2 separate regions of the Mus musculus genome follow, and region 1 is linked to region 2. A link is a contact called in public Hi-C data. All regions are on one chromosome and are shown on one strand. Each heading gives the region's core, a stretch centred on a gene start, on an enhancer-like site or on the middle of the called end of the contact. The rest is flanking DNA. Distances are from core to core; before and after follow the strand shown. Region 1 has its middle 130 kb from the start of Btbd3. Region 2 has its middle 160 kb from the start of Gm14062.

What was found. A called contact is a pair of places that touch in the nucleus more often than the background predicts.
Region 1: a Hi-C map of cortical neurons shows a contact between it and region 2, with 4 times the contacts expected there. The contact joins two enhancer-like sites. A contact is called at or near these places in 5 of 484 Hi-C or Micro-C datasets (cerebellar granule neurons, cerebellum, cortical neurons and 1 more).

The regions. Positions count from the first base shown.
Region 1 is chr2:138,403,928-138,408,952 of GRCm38.p6, reverse strand. No RefSeq gene overlaps it. Among named protein-coding and RNA genes, the nearest start is that of Btbd3, 130 kb to the right of the region's middle. Within about 2 kb of position 2,597, at least 46 of the 459 cell types and tissues checked have an H3K27ac peak or open chromatin away from gene starts, as enhancers often do. A contact at or near this core is called in cerebellum and cortical neurons, where this site is marked.
Region 2 is chr2:138,031,724-138,036,333 of GRCm38.p6, reverse strand. No RefSeq gene overlaps it. Among named protein-coding and RNA genes, the nearest start is that of Gm14062, 160 kb to the right of the region's middle. Within about 2 kb of position 2,408, at least 24 of the 459 cell types and tissues checked have an H3K27ac peak or open chromatin away from gene starts, as enhancers often do. A contact at or near this core is called in cerebellum and cortical neurons, where this site is marked.

The DNA of each region.
Region 1 (5,025 bases), core at 1,348-3,847, 370 kb before region 2:
AAAATCGAATCATATAAGATTCCAAAGAAAAAGGTTATGAAAATAAAAATCAAAGGGGTCCATTGAATACATGTATTTATTTGGATAAATGTAAAAACTAAGATACATTTTGTTTTTAAAGATGGAAATTGTAATAGGACATCAGGAGAGGCTAATAGAGATTCTTTCTCATATAGGTTACCTGTAAGACAGAGAAAAGGGTCTTGGATTCCTCTCTTTTCCCATCTGTTGTCAACACTGGGTATGATATAGGTGAAGCATGAGTGAAGTATGCATTGGAAGGATTTCTTACTACACTGTGTCTTGGAATGGTCTCCTGTTTTTGACTTCACTGACTTCATTTTCCACACCATAATAAAGCTTTCCATGGGATTTGGAATTGACTCACACTTAAAGCAAATATCTCCACAGAAAATCCACTCGCGTGGTTTCTCAGAACCATTCTTATAAATGAACCATTTATAAGATTTTATCTTTTCTCCAGCCCTGATCAGACTTAGCTCTGTGAGTAATGACCTAGAAGCTAATAGATAAATAATTGGTAATGTTGTATTGCTGCTTCCAACATGGCAGCTGCTAATGAAGAAGAGTAGTTAAGACAAAGCCTTTTTTTAGTGTAACCTGTAACTGTGAACCCCAGATCTCAGAGCTAGGAGGCTTCTTGAAGCAATGAGAAGGCAGGTTATTGAGTTACAAGGTAGCTGAAACATCTTGGGCAGGGACTCTGCACCAACTATCTCATGATTCCTATGCCAAATTTTCCACCTAATAAGATTTTGGGGGAAAGTGTACATGCCTATTTCTCATGTAAGACAGAGAAAAGGGTCTTGGATTCCTCTCTTTTCCCATCTGTTGTCAACACTGGGTATGATATAGGTGAAGCATGAGTGAAATATGCATTGGAAGGATTTCTTACTACCCCGTGTCTCGGAATGGTCTCCTGTTCTTGACTTCACTGACTTCATTTTCCACACCATCATCACTGAACCATCCAGACACATCCTCCCTGCATGCACACATAGCAGCATCTCTCAGGCTTAGCACCTTACATCACAGAACAGGTGGTTGGAATAGAATAATAAACCATGTTTCTGCATAATTGTTTCTGTTATGCATTCTTTATCAGAAACTTCTTACGTCAGAGACTATCTTGTCCTCATCAGCCCCCAGCACCCAATTCAATGCCTGCTCACAGTAGATCTGTGATGAAACTTTGTAGAATAAGTGAATTCACACAAGTATGGGGGATGGGAGGTTTTGAGAATCAGCTGGTGGCTTTCCCAAATCTCAAATATCTTATTGTTGGGTTACAGGATGACAAAAGGGTATTATTGCTCCCTTGTTTGTGAAACTCTTTATCTAACATTATTCCTCCATTTTGAACTCTCAGGTAGCTATGCCCTGCTTTTAGCTGAGGGTAAGAAATATTCTCAAGCTCTTGCATAAACTCCAGCACACTCCTGCAACAAACCTGAGTGAGATGAAATCCACCCACCTGGTAGTTTGGAAGACATTCAGAAAGGTATTTTCTTCATTTAGATCTCTCTCTCTCTCTCTCTCTCTCTCTCTCTCTCTCTCTGTGTGTGTGTGTGTGTGTGTGTGTCTGTGTCTGTGTGTGTCTGTCTGTGTGTTTGTGTGTGTGAATGTTTGACATACATGACATGGATAACATTGTAGAGTCAGTTCTCTCCTTCTACCTCCATATAGATTCTAGGGATCAAACTCATGTGATCAGGCTGGCTTCTCAAGTGCTTTTATCTTCCGAGCCATCTCTCTAACCCCACCGCACCCCTGTTGAAAAAACTATGTAAAGAAACAGGCAAGAAGACCTAGTTACTTTCCAAAAGTTCTCTTCAAACAAGGATATGAGCATGGTTTTCAATTTTGGCCAATGAAACCTGACCACAAATCTAGAGAGTAGTTAGGGTTAGAGAAAACTCTATTGCTGAAAAGATATTCAAGGGAGAGTCATTGTTCATTTATTCAGCTGGATGTTGCCATGGCTACATGTGATGCCTGAAACTCTAACAGCCAGCCTGTAATCATAACAAGAATCTAGTAAGGTAACAATGCAGGGCAGATGGAAGGATCCTTAATGACATCAGTGGGCCACTGCCCTATCTTTGGATGCACCTAATTCTAGATTTGTTGGTAAGTGATGCAGCACACATTCCCACTGTTCACTCACAGTGGGATTGTGGAGGTGCTTGCTTGTAGCTGAAATATCTTGATGCAACAGGGAATTTAATTGCCTTGACCAAGAAACTAGATTGCAGATAGCAAAATAAAGGGACTAACCTTAAAGCAGAAAAAAAAAGGAACATTGTGGGCCCATCATGGGTATCACATTATATCAAGAATAATGCAGAAAGTACCTCATTAAAGCTTCAGTATACTCTAGGAGAATGTTAGGGACGTTCTGTTTTATAAAAAGAACACACAGAAAGGTAAAGTAATTTGCCTAAGGTCAAATAGTAAATAGCAGTTTTAGAAACACCACTCATGTTGGTTCAATTGCAACAGAAAGGGGGACTTTGTGTGCCACGTGCAGACAGAGTGGGTGTTCCATTACCATTACGTCATCCTTTTGTCTGGCTGTGTGCCTCTGATCTTTTCCTGTGAACTGGATGTTGTAGGGAGACTGGGAGCATATGGAGAATGACGCGCTCAGAGAGAGAGCAAGAATGTGCACAGCAGTGACAGTGCTAAGGCTGAAAACACCCTGGGGACTTTGCATAAAACATGGAGCTGACCAGGGCAAACACAATTCTTGCTGAAAAAGGCATACATGAGCATGCACATTAGCAATATTTTTGCATTTATCAATGACAAGTGACTTGATTTATTTATGGCATAATTAAGGAAAACCTTTAACAATGAACTATATCTGGTTTGGGCTGGATTAAAAAGTATATACCTATTTACTTTTCTTAGACCTTAGAAGTTTCAATATTCCATAATTGTATTTCTAATGACAGAAGATTCATCTCAGCTCATTGTGTATGCATCACATGATTCACCACACATTTAGATTGGAGTAAATGAACTTGTTCATTATACATAGTCATCTTTTTGTTGTGCAATGTTTCCATTTTTGAAAGCCATGTAATCACTTCATTGTGGTGTTGGGAATTGTCATTATAGAATGCCTAAAATTTTCAAAGGATGCAATTTAGGGATTTTGATCTTATGGCATAAATATATGCCTGACACGTAATATGAAGAAACTTACTCCAGATGGCTGCTCAAAACAGATAAATCAAATTTCCCAGTAGTAACAAACTAAAACCTCAAATTCCGTTTTTTTTCCTTGATTAAAATAACCAGAACATCTATGTTAGTTAAATGTGCTAAATGTGAGAAAATTAGAGTTCTTGATTCTATTTTAAATTAGATTTTCTGGGCACTGTAGATGGTTTGAGGAGGGCAGAGTGGCTACTGTAGGTGAGTACCCTCCTTCCTGAGGAGGATCTGAGTTCAAATTCAGTTTCATCCTTGTTATACCAATTGATGTAGAAGTGCAGCCTGCTACAATTTCACAGGAACTGTCACAGTGCACCCCGACCTGACCCCCACTATGTAAATGCCAATGCCTTTCCACCCATCATCCCTTTCAGCTATACTTACAGGCATTTCCAACATGGGCAAAACCAGAACACTGTGGAAAGTGTTAATTAGAAAAGAAACACATCGCTTCAGCAAAACAGGTAAGCCTTGAAGTTAGAGACGGCCATGTTTCTTGAGCACACCTCCAATAGCCCTGTTTTGAGTGCATGCAGCACATCTCAGGTGCATTCACATGCAGCTGGGCTTTCTCCTCAGTTGCCAGCAACTGTACTCTATTCTGCAGCTAGTAAAGGCAAACCTCTTCTAAATAACCCCTTTGTGCACAGATTCGGAAGTCACGTCAATTGACGCAGTTCATGACCCAAATCTTCAACTCCTTGAGAGAGCTCCTTGAGAGACTCCCTTTAAAATAATACTTTTCATTTGCCATTCCCTATAACACGCAGGTGAGATCAACAGACACCTTCCTTTGCCCCCACCTATTTTATATGACCAATTTGCCTGGCCAAAGGGCTTCCATGAGCGCCTGAGATCTTCCAGTACCCATGTTACTGGGAGCTTGGATCACTTTCTGACCAATGAAAAGCAAAAGTGAAAGTACTGACCTCCAGAATAAAGGAGAGGAGATAGGAGATTAATGCAGATGAGGAGGCTAGACACAGGAAGAGGAATACAGGTAGTCAGTAAAAATTAAAACAAATATGCCCGTTCCAGCAGGGTTTGATTCTAAGGGTAGGACTAAGAATATATTTAATAAAACTATTTTACTTTGGAAATACTCGGTTTAAAAAGGCAAGTTTCTTCATATTTTGCTGCCTCTGATTATACGAAGAGATATTACGATAAAAATACAAAAGTGGATGTTCACAGTCATCTATAAGATGGAACACAGGGCCCCCCAAAGGAGAAGCTAGAGAAAGGAGGTGAAGGGGTCTGCAACCCTAGTGGTGGAAGAACAATATGAACTAACCAGTACCCCCAGAGCTTGTGTATCTAGCTGCATATGTAGCAGAAGATGGCCTAGTCTGCCATCATTGGGAAGAGAGGCCCCTTGGTATTACAAACTTTATATGTCCCAGTACAGTGGAATGCCAGGGCCAAGAAGTGGGAGTGGGTGGGTAGGGGAGCAGGGCGGAGGGAGGGTATAGGGAACTTTCAGAATAGCATTTGAAATTTGAAATGCATATAAAGAAAATATCTAATAAAAAAATACAGAAGTGTTCACAAACTCACCCAGCATTTCCTCCTATGTGGCTAAATTCTTTCCTTAGATGTGACAGTTCCACAAGACTGTGGCCACCCACCACAACCCACTGGGCCCCATTACTACAAAAATCTCGACTACATTCTTCTCATCAATCAATTATCTCAAATCAGAAACACTGGGGAGCACTTAAAACTCCCTGTTTATCGATAGCTTTAGTCAATGTCAAATTATACCATATGGCACTTAATGTA
Region 2 (4,610 bases), core at 1,159-3,658:
TGTTGTATTTTCCTTTGTTCCTCTCGGGGAATGAATGAGTCTGCGCACTGCCTCTCTGCGCATTGCTGACGCACCACGGGCTGACGCACTACGCAGGGCGGGGACTCCGCATAGGGCGGGAGTGCACCTGGTAGCCGATTGCCCTGAGGCCAATTAGCAAACTGGCCTTCGCCAGCCGCTTCTGGCTTTCTTCTTGACCAATTAGCTGGCTGGTAATGGGCTGCTTCTTCCTCCCAGTCTGTTTCCTCAGAGGAGGATTCTTCACTTGCTTCAGAGCTACTAAGAGCTGGCTTCCTGAGCTCATCTAGTGACGAGTATCTCCTAGAGACCTCCGCTAATCGATCTTTTTTCTTCTCCCTTTTTCCTCTTTTTCTTCTAATCTCTCTCCAGGTATTCCTACCTAACCTTAACTTTTCCTCGGGTTCAAGACCCTTGGAAAGGCCTGTATACTTACCGTTTCTCCTTGCTCCTACTCTCTCTCCCCGCTTTACTTCTGATAGACTGCCCTGAATTTCATCCAGAATTTTCAGCCCTGCCTTAACCACTATATAACATGTGAAAAGGAACAAAAGGGCTCCTAACACCAGAAAAAATTCAAGGCCAAACATACTCACTGGTACTCTCGTTCCCCAGCTGAAAAGTTCTGAATTCATACAGTTGAATCCTTCTTAACAGTCTGCTTTACGGGAACCTTTATCACCGTCGTTCCCCAGCTGATGAGTTCTGAATTCGGCAGTTGAATCCTTCTCAACAGTCTGTGTTACGGGAACCTTATAACCTTGATTCGCAGTTCTGGTTCTGGAATGAAGTATCCCTCCTGCGCCAGTCCGGAGTTTTTTCTCGTCCCGGATTTTCTCGTCCCGGAATTCGGCACCAATTGTTATTCGACGCGTTCTCACGACCGGCCAGGAAGAACACCACAGACCAGAATCTTCTGCGGCAAAGCTTTATTCTTACATCTTCAGGAAAAGAGAGCAAGAAGCAAGAGAGAGGGAAAAGCAAGAGAGCGAAAAAGCAAGAGAGAGAGAAAACGAAAACCCCGTCCCTCTTAAGGAGCATTCTCCTTCGCCTCGGACGTGTCACTCCTTGATTGGCTGCAGCCCATCGGCCGAGTTGACGTCACGGGGAAGGCAGAGCACAAGTAGTCATAAGATACCCTTGGCACATGCGCAGATTATTTGTTTACCACTTAGAACACAGGATGTCAGCGCCATCTTGTAACGGCGAATGTGGGGGCGGCTCCCAACAGAAGAAGCCAAGCATGAGTGTGATTTTGAGTGAAACCTCAACCTCAGCTTGATCCGACAAGGTCTCTGTAGCATAACTTTCATGTCAGTTTGTGCGTCCCAAAGGCAAAGGGGACAGGCATTTGACGTTCTGCAATAATAGGGTATCACGTATGAGCTCCTGTGGGACCAGACTTTGGGCATCTGTAATGCCTATGGGTGAAGGAAGCAGCTTTTAGTAGCAAAAGATGCAGAACCTGGGAAATGGAAAAACAATGTCCAAAAGAAAGATATATGGACATCTTGATTGACCACTAGTTCATGCCCATGCTGTGGAAACCCCTTCAAGGGGCTATAATGAACTTATTCATGGATGTCTTCTCTAGCCCACTGTTGTTGGTAGGTCACCTATTACTGTACTCTCTTGTAGAAGTGACTCTTCTAGAATCTGTCACTTCTGGTGCATAACACTAATTGAAAGGCTAGCATTTCAGAGAAATATGTCAGAGATAATATTTAAAAGATGCCATTCTGTCAGGCTTGTCGCTGGAGTGTGACATGACTACAGGAGCCCTGTTAGAAGTAATGAGCCAAGAGGAGCTCAAGTCGCTTGGTTCATTCAGCAGAGCGAGGCTCAAGGATTGAGCTAATATTATTACTGACCATAAATGTTGTTAGGGGGATGGAGAGGATGTTAACGCCACTAAGCATTACAATCAAATCTCAATAATGACCAGCGAAGCAGCCTAATAAATTGTAGATTATGTGTGCCATGCATATTCATTCTGTCAGAAACCTCAACTTCCTGGCTGATAGAATTTCAAGGGCTTATGCTACAAGCACTGGGCTTAAAGCCACATGTAGGAAAAGAAAAAAGATGATGAAGGAAAATAATGCTGAGAATTCTGACAGAATTATCTAAGTCTAGTGCCTTAGCTACTTCGTGTCCCCTGACGCCCCCCCACCCCCGCCAATTTTCCACTAATGTATATAAGAAAATGATGTAAAGGTGCAGAATTACTGCGGAGTAAGAAACCACAGCTTTGAACGTGAGTGTTGTGAATGCAGAACATCCTCCCGAATCCGTCCTGAGAGGATGGTTTCTGGTTTAGACTGGCTTCCTCTGTTGCTCGTCATGCACCATGGAACAGCAGGTCTCCCAGTCTCGTTTCTCTGGCTGCCAAGCTTGCCAAGCACATTTTGGAAAAATGAGAAGTTCCTGTCACTAAGAAAGAGGATGCCATGTGTGTGCATTTGTTAAAAATAAATCTGCTTTCACCAAATCTCATCCAGGAAAATCTAAGGAAAACCCTTCAGAAGAAATACTCTCAGAGTATCAATGATTTCCATGTTCTGAGCATCTCCCAGAAGCCATAGTTTCTTTTGAATTGACCTCTGATTTCTGAGGATTTTTAGATCTCTTTAGAGAAGTCCATTTTAGAGGGTATTTCTCCTTTCCTCAGGGTTTAAGACACCAGGCGACAAACAGCATCTTCCAGACGCAATTTCTTCCTCACTGGCCTCCCTTTGCCCAAGAAGATGCTGCCCCCTGGCGGCAGACAGGGGAACATGTACACACGTCTACATTTCCAACCCATCTTATTCTCAGATGAAAACAAGCAAACAGCCCTTGAGGCTTTTCTTTGCTAATATTAATTTTTTGCATAATAATATGACGCCCACTCACCTGTTTCAACTCACAATTTTTATCCCCAGGAAAATACAGAGGAAATGATTTACAGTAGTCACTGTATGTGGGCAGCATCCCTTCCAATGTTCCTACTACCAGGAACAAGGCCCCAAGGTTCAAGCTTCACCATGATGGTTGACTCTTTAAACATAGCTTTATTTCCTTCCAGTATCAAGGTCTGGACTTAGAAGAGAGGAGGTCGTCACCTTCGTGCCCTCACAGCAGTCTCCCACAGAAGCTAGCACAACCTAAAAGGACCCTTGTCTCTGTGAGCAAACTCAAAACTCAAGTGGGTGGCAGAACGGGGATATTACTCTGTCAAGGATGAGTCCTCACCTTCCTAGCCTTATGTGTGAGCCCCTCAAATCCTAGGAATCTATTAACTGCCTGGATTCCTGTTGACGAGGCTGAAGCGTCTGTCACAGTGCTCAGCCTCTCATTCTTCCCTAGGTCTCACAGGGGCTCCCGTGGCAGCTCATTAGGCAGCTACTGGTCTATTGGTGGGGATAAGGATCCCAGCCGGCACCCCCGAATGTTCTGGAGTTAATTCGATTATAAAAACAAACAAACAAACAAACAAACAAACAAAAACCCAAAGCAAACCAAAAGAAACAAAAGGAAGGAAAGGAAAGGAGACTCAGGCAAACCTGATTCAGGACTTCATTATTTCCATTAAAAATACAGGTTAGAAGCAAAGATTATTATTTGAGTAACTCACATTCTGGTGTTTCAAAGTTTTCTGAGAACCTCACTAGAACTAAAGAGTGGAACATTTTTGTGACAGTTTATTATTTTTCTGCTGGCTCTCCTCCCCTTGCCCTTCCTCATTGCTTTGGCCCCCTCTTTCACAGATATTGAAGACACATGTATGCCTGGTAGCCATGGGGGCCAAAAGAGGTTGTCCAAGGTCCTGGAACTAAGTCTGTGTCAGGAATATAACTGGGGTCCTCTGTAAGATAAGGAGTGCTCTAAAGTGCTGAGCTGTCTTCTGTGGTATTTAAAAATCGACATAATAATTGCATCATTTCCTGGTTCCCCTTTCTTCCTATAAACATTCTCATATAAATTAACGCTTATTTTCATTAGTTATTGCTTCATGCATATATATGTATACAAATAGATTTCTTAATAAATGCAACCTGCTACTTTTTTTTTTTTACAATGTTCCTTGTCTGTTTGTTTTCATGGAGTTTCTTATGACATGGTGTCTCCTAGAAATATCAGAAGCAACAACCATAAAGTCTTCCCAACATGCCTACCCAAAAATGAACTGACGAAGTTCTACAATAATAGACACGCTTAATAGACAGGGGAATGCCCAGGAGGCCTCAACCCTGCACAAAACTGTGGGCAGCAAAGAAATGCTGAAACAGGATAAATTGTCTCTCCAGGGAAGAGCACACCAATTTGTTATCCAATATGTAATGTTATGTTTAAGATTTGCTTCAGAAAACAATGTGTTTACTGAAAATAAGACAAGAGATCATAGAACAGAAGCCTGGAGAGGAAACACAGCCATTTGTGCAGATGCCAACCAGGACTGCACCTGAAGTCTGCCTCAGAGCGGGGGCGTGCAAATGGCTCCGTGTGAAAAAGCACAGTTTTAAAATCAGATAATTGAAGTTTAAATCTAAAACTCAAATTTTCTATGTGAAAGACTTTCCCCATATTAGCTAAAGACATAAAGAATATCA